2 separate regions of the Capra hircus genome follow, and region 1 is linked to region 2. Evidence: chromatin contacts called from public Hi-C data. All regions are on one chromosome and are shown on one strand. Each heading gives the region's core, a stretch centred on a gene start, on an enhancer-like site or on the middle of the called end of the contact. The rest is flanking DNA. Distances are from core to core; before and after follow the strand shown. Region 1 overlaps LOC102189216 (a long non-coding RNA gene). Region 2 holds the start of PCBP1 (poly(rC)-binding protein 1).

Region 1 (5,359 bases), core at 1,355-3,854, 50 kb after region 2:
ACCTGTGAATTCCCCATTGCCCCATGGGTTTTCCACCCACATTGAACAATTCAGTTCAGCAAAACAGTCTAAGGCTACATCTTGAACACTATAAGAAATCTCCCTGGGAGAACCACAAGATAAAAGTTGTTTCGTCAGTAAATAATGTCCAACTCTTTCGCAACCCATGGACCCGCCACACAGCCATGTGCGCTACTCGCCAGGCTCTGCTGTCATGGGATTTCCCATGCAAGGATACTGGAGTGGGTTGCCATTTTCTTCTCCAGGGGATCTTCCTGACCCAGGGATAGAAGCTGCATCTCCTATACTGGTAGGCAGATCCTGTACCATTGAGCCACCAGGGAAGCCCGCAGAATAAAAAGAGGATCCATTAGAAGCAGAGGAACCTGTAAGCCAGGGCACTGTTCTTCAGGCTTGTCATGGCAAGCTCCAGATCAGAGCACTCATCCGTTAATCATTTATTCATTTACCCACTCAACAAACATTTATAGAATACTGCCGAGGTTTTAAGCACTGTGCTATGGGGTCTGAGAACACAAAGGCAAATCAGACCCATTTCCCTGCCTTTGAGAAGTTCACAGTTGGAGGCGGAGAGCCAAGATCAAGTACAGTGAGGCACTGTGTGGGTGTTGAGTGTGACTGCCCTTCTTGCTGTGTGCCTGCCTTGTTTCAAACATGGTGGCACACAGAGAGTTAGGGAAGAGTGATGCCTGAGCTGCACACCTGAAGAGTAAATAGAACCAGGTCAGGGGAAGTGGGGAAGGAAAGAATGTTCAGGCAGTGATAGCATCATGGGCAAAGGTACAGAGGAGAGAGAGAAGCCATGGCTATGTGGATTGAGAATAGAGGGTGGGAAAAGTGGTGTGGAAGAGATGAGGATGGATGGGGAAATTAGAATCAGGTGATCAAGGCCCTACTTGTCATGCAAAGGCAGGAGCTGGGTCTCCCTTTGTGTCCCCCAGGGGTTGGAGACACTGGTACATATTAGTTGCCAATAAATATCTGAAGACAATGAGGTGCCACTGATGGGTTTTAAGCAGGGAAGTAACATGACCAGGGCTGTATAGGAGACAGGCATATTCGGGGAAGACTTAAAGAGGCTTAAAGTGTATGCATTCTGGAGAAGGAAACAGCAATCCACTCCAGTATTCTTGCCTGGGAAATCCCATGGACAGAGGAGCCTGGCGGGCCACAGTCCATGGGGTCGCAAAGAGTCAGACACAACTTAGTCGCTAAACAGCTAAACGAAAGTGCATGCAGGAAGACCAGATGACCATAATGACCTGCAGTCATTGTGGTAAGAGATGAAGATGGGCTGAACTAAGGCAGTGCCAGTGGGAGTGGAAAGAAGTGAGTGCACATAGGATCAGTACCTCAGACAGGCGAGGGGGCTGCCATTTTTAGGTCAAACAGTATGCTTGATGTTTATCATGTCTCATGGGCAAAGCCAGACCACATGCAGAAATTATTGACCAATCTGAAGATTCTTCAAAACCACAGACTGAGACTACAAAGCTGGTGGTCTCCACTGCCCATTAGTGTCTGGGCAAGATGCCACTTCTCAGGTCCCCACAGAACTTCTCTTGTGCTTATTCCCATTGCCTCTTCTGTGGCAGAGGAAGCAAAAAAAGGAAAACACTGTTCAGAAAAGGATGACACCCAACTATCTCTAAGTGACCAAGCTCTGTCCAAATGAGCAGGTTGGGTTAAGATGATGGGGCCCCAATCTCTTTACAGAATGTCAGAGGGAACAACAGAGATCAATTCAAGTCCTTTGTGCACAGAAAGGAAGCCAGAACTCCAAGAGGGAGAGAGACTTGCCCAAGGACAGACCTAGAGAGGAACAGGAGAACAGGGAGGGACAGCCAAGAACACAAGTGTGATCTCTACACCCCCCTGCCCCCAATTAAGAAGTCCTTTAAAGTTCCCCTAACCTTATCATTAACAGAGGGGAGGAGGAGACAGGTAAAGCCAGTGTGTAAGATGAGCTAAGCCAATTCAGCTAAGCCACACCAGTTTCCCCAGCTTCAAAGAGGAGAGAGATGACTACTGACTCTGACTGTTGTTACAGGTCAGTGTAGACTTTTGAGGCCCTGTTGTACATCTCTCAGCCATGTTCTGGGGGTACTATCTACTAACACTAGTATTCATACTACCCACCTTTGCTCTCGCCTCAACCACAAGTTTTTACTTCTACTATTCTGTAAGTCATAAAAACATTTTTCCAGTGCCAATATTTTTGTCCCAGTTTCACCTCTGGCACCAAGTAGTATGATAAACTTTATAGCTCTGAGTCTTGGTCAGGAAACAGTGTTGTCTGTTGCTGGGAATGTAAGCTGGTACAGCCACTATGGAGAACAGTACAGAGGTTTCTTAAAAAACTAAAAATAGAACTACCATATAACCTAGCAATCTTAATACTGGGCATATACCCTGAGAGAGCAAGAATGCAAAAAGACATGTGTACCCCAGTGTTCACTGCAGCACTATTTACAATAGCCAGGACAAAGAGCAACCTAAAAGTCCATCAAAAGATGAATGGATAAAGCAGATGTGGTACATAGACGGCTGCTATGGCACACAAGCACGGCCGCCCGAGGGCAAGGGCGGTGGCCGAGAGGTGCCACCCCACATCAGAGGTAGGAGCAGCGGCTGCACTTTGCTGGAGCAGCCGTGAAGAGAGACCCCATGTCCAAGGTAAGAGAAACCCAAGTAAGACGGGAGGCACTAAGAGAAGGGATCAGAGGGCAGACAGACTGAAACTACAATCACAGACAACTAGCCAATCTGATCACACGGACCACACCCTTGTCTAACTCAATGAAACTAAGCCATGCCGTGTGGGGCCACCCAAGACGGGAAGGTCATAGTGGAGAGGTCTGACAGAATGTGGTCCACTGGAGAAAGGAATGGCAAACCACTTCAGTATTCTTGCCCTGAGAACACCATAAACAGTATGAAAAGGAAAAAAGATAGGACACTGAAAGATGAACTCCCCAGGTCAGTAGGTGCCCAATATGCTACTGGAGATCAGTGGAGAAATAACTCCAGAAAGAATGAAGGGATGGAGCCAAAGCAAAAACACCACCCAGCTGTGAATGGGACTGGTGACGGAAGCAGGGTTCGATGTTGTAAAGAGCAATATTGCATAGGAACCTGGAATGTTAGGTCCATGAATCAAGGCAAATTGGAAGTGGTCAAACAGGAGATGGCAAGAGTAAACATCAACATTCTAGGAATCAGTGAACTAAGATGGACTAGAATGGGTGAATTTAACTCAGATGACCATTATATCTACTACTGCGGGCAGAAATCCCCCAGAAGAAATGGAGTAGCCATCATAGCCAACAAAAGAGTCTGAAATGCAGTACTTGGATACAATCTAAAAAACAACACAACGATCTCTGTTTGTTTCCAAGGCAAACCATTCCATATCACGGTAATCCAAGTCTATGCCCCAACCAGTAATGCTGAAGAAGCTGAAGTGGAACGATTCTATGAAGACCTACAAGACCTTCTAGAACTAACACCCAAAAAAGATGTCCTTTTCATTATAGGGGGATGGTATGCAAAAGTAGGAAATCAAGAAACACCTGGAGTAACAGGCAAATTTGGCCTTGGAATACGGAATGAAGCAGGGCAAAGACTAATAGAGTTCTGCCAAGAGAACACATTGGTCATAGCAAACATCCTCTTCCAACAACACAAGAGAAGACTCTACACATGGACATCACCAGATGGTAGACAACGAAATCAGATTGATTATATTCTTTGTGGTCAAAGATGGAGAGGCTCTATACAGTCAGCAAAAACAAGACTGGGAACTGACTGTGGCTAGGATCATGAACTCCTTATTGCCAAATTCAGACTGAAATTGAAGAAAGTGGGGAAAACCACTAGACCTTTCAGGTATGACCTAAATCAAATCCCTTATGACTATTCAGTGAAAGTGAGAAGTAGATTTAAGGGAGTAGATTTGATAGACAGAGCGCCTAATGAACTATGGATGGAGGTTCGTGACATTGTACAGGAGACAGAAATCAAGACCATCCCCAAGAAAAAGAAATGCAAAAAAGCAAAATGGCTCTCTGAGGAGGCCTTACAAATAGCTGTGAAAAGAAAGGAAGTGAAAAGCAAAGGAGAAAAGGAAAGATATACCCATTTGAATGCAGAGTTCCAAAGAATAGCAAGGAGGGATAAAAAAGCCTTCCTCAGCGATCAATGCAAAGAAATAGAGGAAAACAACAGAATGGGAAAGACTAGTGATCTCTTCAAGAAAATTAAGAGATACCAAGGAACATTTCATGCAAAGATGGGCACAATGGAATATTACTCAGCCATAAAAAGGAACAAAAACTGAATCATTTGTAGAGACATGGATAGACATAGAATCTATCATACAGAGTGAAGTAAATCAGAAAAACAAATATCATCTATTAATGCATATACATATGGAATCAGAAACATGGCAAAGATGAGCCTCTCCACAGGGCAGGAGTAGAAACACAGAGGTCAAGAGTGGACATGTGGACAGGAGGTGGGGAGATGGGGGCGGGGGAACTGGAATACTGGGGTTAACATACATACACTGTGCTCAGTCATTCAGTCACGCCTTATTCTTTGAGATCCCATGGACTGCAGCCTGCCAGGCTCCTCTGCTCATGCAATTTGCTAGGCAAGAATCTTGGCATGGGTTGCCATTTCTCACTGCAGGGTTGGTCAGGACCAGACTTTTCAGTTCAGATAACTGCCATCAAATATACACTATCATGTGTAAAACAGACAGCTAGTGGGAACCTGCTGTGCATAGCACAGGGAGCTCATCTCGTGCTCTGTGGTGACCTAGAGAGGTGGAAAGGGTGGGAGGTCCAAACAGGAGAGGATATATGTATACACACAGACATACACATACAACAAACCGTACTTTGTTGTACAGCAGAAACCAACACAACATTATAAAGTAACTATACCTCAATTTTTTTCCCCAATTTTTAATAAAAAAGGAAAAGAAAAAACAGTGCTGTGACATACAAGGTGAGCAGGTTGAGCTCCCTCCTGAACTTTGTATCTCCAGCTTCACAGGCACATCTGTGAACAGTGAACCTCTCGAGGAAACACATGTGGTCTCAGCAGATTCCACAGCCACCTTGTCTCAAGGCCTGACTTCCTCCCCTCCCCCAGACCCACCCGCCCTGAGCAGGAAAAGGAGCAGAGGCGTTTCTTTAGCTCTTTCCTCTTTCCCTGCTTAGGTCTATCACATCTCACAAGGTCAACACCTATTTTTTTAGAACCATAATATTCATATTTAGAGGTTTAGAGTACAATTCTGTTTTCCTCTATCATTGCACCTGGTTTTTCT
Region 2 (6,260 bases), core at 1,062-3,561:
AAAAAAAAAAGGCATCTGAGCCCCTTACAGGCATAGCTCACACCAGGAAAAACTGGGAATTCCCAAACAGATACATACAGGGGATGACTATGCATCAAGAAGTTACCTGAGGGATTCCTTTAAATGAACCTAAACGTCCAAATAGTATTTAAACTCTAAAACCCTGACTTAGAAAAAAATTTGAAAATGTGCTCACCAATAAGTTTATCAGAAGGTCTGGAATCCATCCTGGATACTGTGTGACCTTCAATCAGTCACTTCATCTCTCTGGGCCTAAATGAATTCATCTGTTAAAAAAAAGAGAGAACACGTACTTCAGAGACTCATCGTAAAAATTAAAAACAGTATGCAGTAAAACTGCTAGCCGAGGATCTAGCACTGGTAGATGCGCAAGGAACGTCCTTCCCTTCTAGTCTACAAGTTAACAGTTGAGGTAAACTGAGGTTCACTGGCCAAGCCGGCCTATGAAAAAGGTCATAGGTAACCTAGACGCTTCATGGAAATTGCTTTTAAAAAAGGAATTTTATAATACCATTTATTTCTCTCTCCAGCACAACAGCCTATCTTATAAGTCTGGGAAAGCAGTAATTTCTCATCTCATTCCTTAGTGATTGCTAAATGTTTTGGTACTGTGCCCCCACTTATCCATTCATTATTAAACGTAACGAGCTAGGGACTGGATATGATGCCTACTTTCTACAATTAATCGCGGTCCTGTTGCAAATTAATGAGATATGTATTAAAATTCGCCCGCTGATGGAACTTCCCTGGTGGTCCAGTGGCTAAGACTCTGCTCATAATGTAGGGGGCCCCAGGTTCCAGCCCTGGTCAGGGAAATGAGTCCACATGCTGCAACTAAAAGATCCTGTATGCTGCAATGAAGACTGAAGATCCCACATGGCGCAATTACGACCTGGAGCGGCCAAATAAGTATTAAAAAACAAAAAAATTCCCCGCTGAGGTTGGGACCAGGCTACGCGATTTCAACCTACTCTGGTCACAGCACTCGTTGCGTGGAGAAGGCCCCATACCGTGGGTGGGGTGGGAGAGGGGCGCATTCTAAAGTTTTCAGGGCGACCCCAATTTCTCGTTGGCGACGAATCCAGGACACGTGTCGCCATTTTGTGTTCAGCAAATATGGCGGCCACCCCCGCGGGGAAGGGGGCGGGGGACTGAGGGACCGCCACGTTAGCCGCTTTCCCTAAGGGATCCTAAAGCACACCGCGCACTCGGCCTATTCTGTCAGGCTCAACCGAAGGAAAAGGGAACCTGCAGAAATCACAACTGGCGCACCAACGGCCCCAGCGACCTTTTATTAGCGGGAGGGCCGCTCGGCTCCACACCGTCAGGAAAGGTCCTCCAAGATGGCGGGCCCAGCTGGGGGCCGCCCCCGGACAGCGCGGGCGCGATGGCTGCGCTGAGCAGGGAAGGTGCCGAAAAGCAGCAGCGGGAGCGTAACCATCGCGGGGGAAACCGCAGGAACCCCCCCAAGAGCCCGGATAAATGCACGCCATTGTCTTAAACGTGTGACGAGGCGGTAGCGACTAAAACGACACCAGCGTAGGAGGTGGGGTTTCTGCGGGCTTAACGAAGAGTTGCAAAATGCAGACAAAGCATTATGTAAATGGACGCCATTCTCTTTATGGCCCCGTTTCTAGCACTTCCCAGAAACCATCAGCACAGCCGCGACTCTGATGGCGGCGGCGCGGGATGATTTTGGTCTTTCTCCCCACCGGCTGCCGCCACAGGGCCGGGGCGGGGGTGGGGACTGGTGCGGGGCGCCCGGACGCTGAGGACGAAGGGGCCCCACGTGCCCGTCCAAGCGGGCGCCCGCCCCAAAGGCTTCGTCTCGCCTCCCCTCCCCCCCGGAAGACCGCGGCTGCCCCTCCCGTCCTCCCCACACCCTTGCGCATGCGCTCTGATCTCCTCACGCGCACGTTTTAAACCCGCGGCGTCCTAGCAGCCGCCTGCAGTTACGGCCAGGGCTGCCCGTGTCGCTCCTCACTCAAACCGCTTTTGTACGGCGCGAAATAATGTGTCGCTCCCAAGCACAACACTGCCATTTCCAAACGTCTGCCGGCGCCTTCTGGGGTTAATAAAATACGTGTTCGTCTTAAAATTTTGCCGGAATCACAGCTTCTGCCCAGCGGTGCTTTATTTTCAATGCTAGCCTATTTAGAGAATTTTTGAAAAACTACTCTATTGGGGTTGGCGCAATCTTGTGACCTAAAAAGGATGGGTCCTCATTTTTTTTTCAAGGGGTCCTGCGCAGCAAGCACTTCCGGGGTCAGAGGGTACGCGGGGTTGAAAGCGGGCTTCCCGCCCCGCCCAGACCGCCGAGGCTGCCGCCGGAGTCGCCACCGCCGCGCCCTCGCCCACCCGCCCGCCCGCCGCTCCCGGCCCCGCTCGCCCCCTCCGCCGCCGCCGCCCGCCCCTGCGACGACGCCGCGGCCTCCCGCCCGCGCCCGCTCGCTCCCGCGGCCCTCGCTCGCCTCGCGCCGGCAGTTTTGGGCCTACACCTCCCCTCCCCCCGCCAGCCACCAAAGACTTGACCACGTAACGAGCCCAACTCCCCCGAACGCCGCCCGCCGCTCGCCATGGATGCCGGTGTGACTGAAAGTGGACTAAATGTGACTCTCACCATTCGGCTGCTTATGCACGGAAAGGAAGTAGGAAGCATCATTGGGAAGAAAGGGGAGTCGGTTAAGAGGATCCGCGAGGAGAGTGGCGCGCGGATCAACATCTCGGAGGGGAATTGCCCGGAGAGAATCATCACTCTGACCGGCCCCACCAATGCCATCTTTAAGGCCTTCGCTATGATCATCGACAAGCTGGAAGAAGATATCAACAGCTCCATGACCAACAGCACGGCGGCCAGCAGGCCCCCGGTGACCCTGAGGCTGGTGGTGCCGGCCACCCAGTGCGGCTCCCTGATTGGGAAAGGCGGGTGTAAGATCAAAGAGATCCGCGAGAGTACCGGGGCCCAGGTCCAGGTGGCGGGGGATATGCTGCCCAACTCCACCGAGCGGGCCATCACCATTGCTGGCGTGCCGCAGTCTGTCACCGAGTGTGTCAAGCAGATCTGCCTGGTCATGCTGGAGACGCTCTCCCAGTCTCCGCAAGGGAGAGTCATGACCATTCCGTACCAGCCCATGCCGGCCAGCTCTCCAGTCATCTGCGCGGGCGGCCAAGATCGGTGCAGCGACGCTGCGGGCTACCCCCACGCCACTCATGACCTGGAGGGACCACCTCTAGATGCCTACTCGATTCAAGGACAACACACCATTTCTCCGCTCGATCTGGCCAAGCTGAACCAGGTGGCAAGACAACAGTCTCACTTTGCCATGATGCACGGCGGGACCGGATTCGCCGGAATTGACTCCAGCTCTCCAGAGGTGAAAGGCTATTGGGCAAGTTTGGATGCATCTACTCAAACCACCCATGAACTCACCATTCCAAATAACTTAATTGGCTGCATAATCGGGCGCCAAGGCGCCAACATTAATGAGATCCGCCAGATGTCCGGGGCCCAGATCAAAATTGCCAACCCAGTGGAAGGCTCTTCTGGTAGGCAGGTTACTATCACTGGTTCTGCTGCCAGTATTAGTCTGGCCCAATATCTAATCAATGCCAGGCTTTCTTCTGAGAAGGGCATGGGGTGCAGCTAGAACAGTGTAGATTCTCTCATAACCCTTTCTGCTGTTTTCCCATGATCCAACTGTGTAATTTCTGGTCAGTGATTCCAGGTTTTAAATAATTTGTAAGTGTTCAGTTTCTCCACAACTTTATCATCCGCTAAGAATTTAAAAATCACATTCTCTGTTCAGCTGTTAATGCTGGGATCCATATTTAGTTTTATAAGCTTTTCCCTGTTTTTAGTTTTGTTTTGGGTTTTTGGCTCATGAATTTTATTTCTGTTTGTCGATAAGAAATGTAAGAGTGGAATGTTAATAAATTTCAGTTTAGTTCTGTAATGTCAAGAATTTAAGAATTAAAAAATGGATTGGTTAAAAAATGCTTCATATTTGAAAAAGCTGGGAACTGCTATCTTAAACTCTTTGTTGGTGCCTTTTTTTTCCTCCCCTTTTAGCGTTAGGCCTTTGTAGGAAGAAAGGTGGGCCCGTTCCTGGTATTTTCTCCAGCCCTTTTCATCTTGTTGGTAAGATTCCATTCCCTCTCATCCCAACAAAGGAACCCGGCAGGCTGGGCCTGCTTTGGGTTGTTTGCAGAGATGGAAGGCTCTCTTGGAGAGTGACATCCCTCCAGCTAGGTTCCAGAGAGAGGCCTCTGCACATTTCTCTGGTAGAGAAAACATGAGGGTTTTCTCAGATTGGAAGAGTATGCCCATTCTGTAGGACCTCTGATGAATGGTAGTGTGTCCTTTAGTCCAGCCGGCCCCAGCCCCACCCCCAATCCCATGTGCAAAACTCTTAGCCAGGAACAAAAAAATGTTCTGAGGTGGGAGGAGCCTGGGGGGCCCAGAGAAGAGGTGGGGGAGGGAAGGGCTGGCTGGGGGTGAAGGGAGGGGCTGAGGGGGAGGGAAGGGAAGGGGGCTAGGGTGGGTCTAAGGGCTTGGGAGAGGGTAGGTGCTGCAGGGTGGTGGTAGGCATAGAGGGTGGTGTTTGGGCAGCAGGACTGAAGGGGGATGGTACCAGCGGGGCGCACGTGTCGAGCATAGCACCTGTGGCAAGTAGCCTGTCAGAGGATGTCACACCTGCCAAGTGGTGTATCCAGAGACAAAGGAGGCCCAGCTTATAATTCTTCAACTGTGTGCAATGTTTAGAGAAATCATTGTACCAGGAAATAATTCTGCCTAAATGGGGCAGTCCACACTGGCAGGAATGTAGGCTGATCCGTTGACAACCACCGAAGAATGACTTTAATGTTAAAAATGCAGATTCCTGGGTCCCACCCCAAATCTCATCAGAAGACCGCATTTTTAACAAGACTCGGAGAGGTTCAGAATTAGTGCCGCTAATTCTCTTCACCGGTGGAGAAGGAAGATTTTGCTGTAAAGGCCTAGCAGCCTCCTGTCAGCCAGTATATCTAGGCTGAACCTGATGAGGAAATTTGTCTACTAGTAGGCAAAAACACACAAGAAACAGATGAGGAAAACACAATTAGGTGCCAAAGTGTGTAGTTCAAACCAGGCAATGTGGGAGATCACAGAGAAATCCCTGTGGGAGGGGAGTATTAGCCACCATAAATACCTGTTGAGGTTTCTTCTCTGCAGGGCATCTTTTTTCAGAGGTACAGACCTAGTTCCCAGGGTCCCTCGAGGTAAGATTGGGGTCTATTATGTACTTCACAGTAGAGTGAAGTCAGGCAGGTGGTCACAAGGAGCACAAATCCTGGAGTCAAACCTGAATTTAAATTTGCGTTCTGCCACTGTGGCCATGAGCGAATTACTTAAGCTCTGTATAAGATGGAGCTGTTGAAATCAGCGTCTCCTGGGTTTGGGGTTGGGGGGAGGGTGGGGCAAGCATGTGTAAAACAGAACAGTGCTTACAAGACAGTAAACTTCAACATAGATTGTGAAAAGCCAAAGGCCCTGTGGGCCGAGAAATACTGAAAGAAAGCAATGTTTACTAAATGATAAGTTGAGAGAAGGTAGTTGTCTTGGGCCAGGGTAAGTTAGGGAGGCCCTAGCGAAGACTCAGAAATGGGTTCAATGTCTTCTAGAAATAATGAGCTCTTGTCTGTGTAGAATAGGAGGGGATAATTAGGTTGGACCCTGAGACACCAAGCTAAATGGTTTGTGAGATGTCCCTGAAACTTGCTGGGGGAATGATTCCAATGCCCTATAAAAAGTAGGCCTCATTTTCCTCAAACCATTTTCCTTCCCACTGCTTCAAAGGCAAGGCTGACACTAATTTGTAGACTAATGATTTAGGTAGCAAGAATGGATAGGATAGAAAGACTGGCAGCTTAGAATAAAGGCAAGAACAGCAGTTAGAAAAATGCCTCAGGTAAGCAGGTTCTAATATTGATGGGGAAGTAGTTTTCAATAGAAATTCATACAGAAGGGGCCACCAATGCAAGAGAGATTGAAAGTGCTTGAGGGGGCGAGAAAAAAAGACATATGGAATGAGAAGTCAGATCTGGTAATTGGAGTATTTGCAGGCAGAAATACTCAACAAGTAGCTTGAAATAGAAGACACTGAAAGGGAGTCAGCTACAGGGAGACAAGGAGAGGAAAGGGCTAGAGACTGAGCTTTGGGGTATAACCTGGTAAAGGGATCTAGTTTAATTGTTCACCG

The links. Hi-C and Micro-C count contacts between places; a contact is called where the count stands out from the background.
Region 1: a Hi-C map of blood shows a contact between it and region 2, with 2.5 times the contacts expected there. The contact joins the enhancer-like site here to the promoter of PCBP1 in region 2. A contact is called at or near these places in 2 of 5 Hi-C or Micro-C datasets (both in blood).

The regions. Positions count from the first base shown.
Region 1 is chr11:68,188,452-68,193,810 of ARS1.2, forward strand. All of the region lies in intron 1 of LOC102189216 (a long non-coding RNA gene), which reads right to left. Among named protein-coding and RNA genes, the nearest start is that of PCBP1, 50 kb to the left of the region's middle. Within about 2 kb of position 2,605, at least 1 of the 5 cell types and tissues checked has an H3K27ac peak or open chromatin away from gene starts, as enhancers often do.
Region 2 is chr11:68,138,458-68,144,717 of ARS1.2, forward strand. It overlaps PCBP1 (poly(rC)-binding protein 1), which reads left to right and starts at 2,312. Exons shown (of 1, transcript XM_005686838.3): 1 at 2,312-4,054. The coding sequence starts at 2,598. The coding sequence ends at 3,668. LOC102188412 (a long non-coding RNA gene) reads right to left here and starts at 1,848. Exons shown (of 10, transcript XR_310385.3): 1 at 1,310-1,848; 2 at 197-287.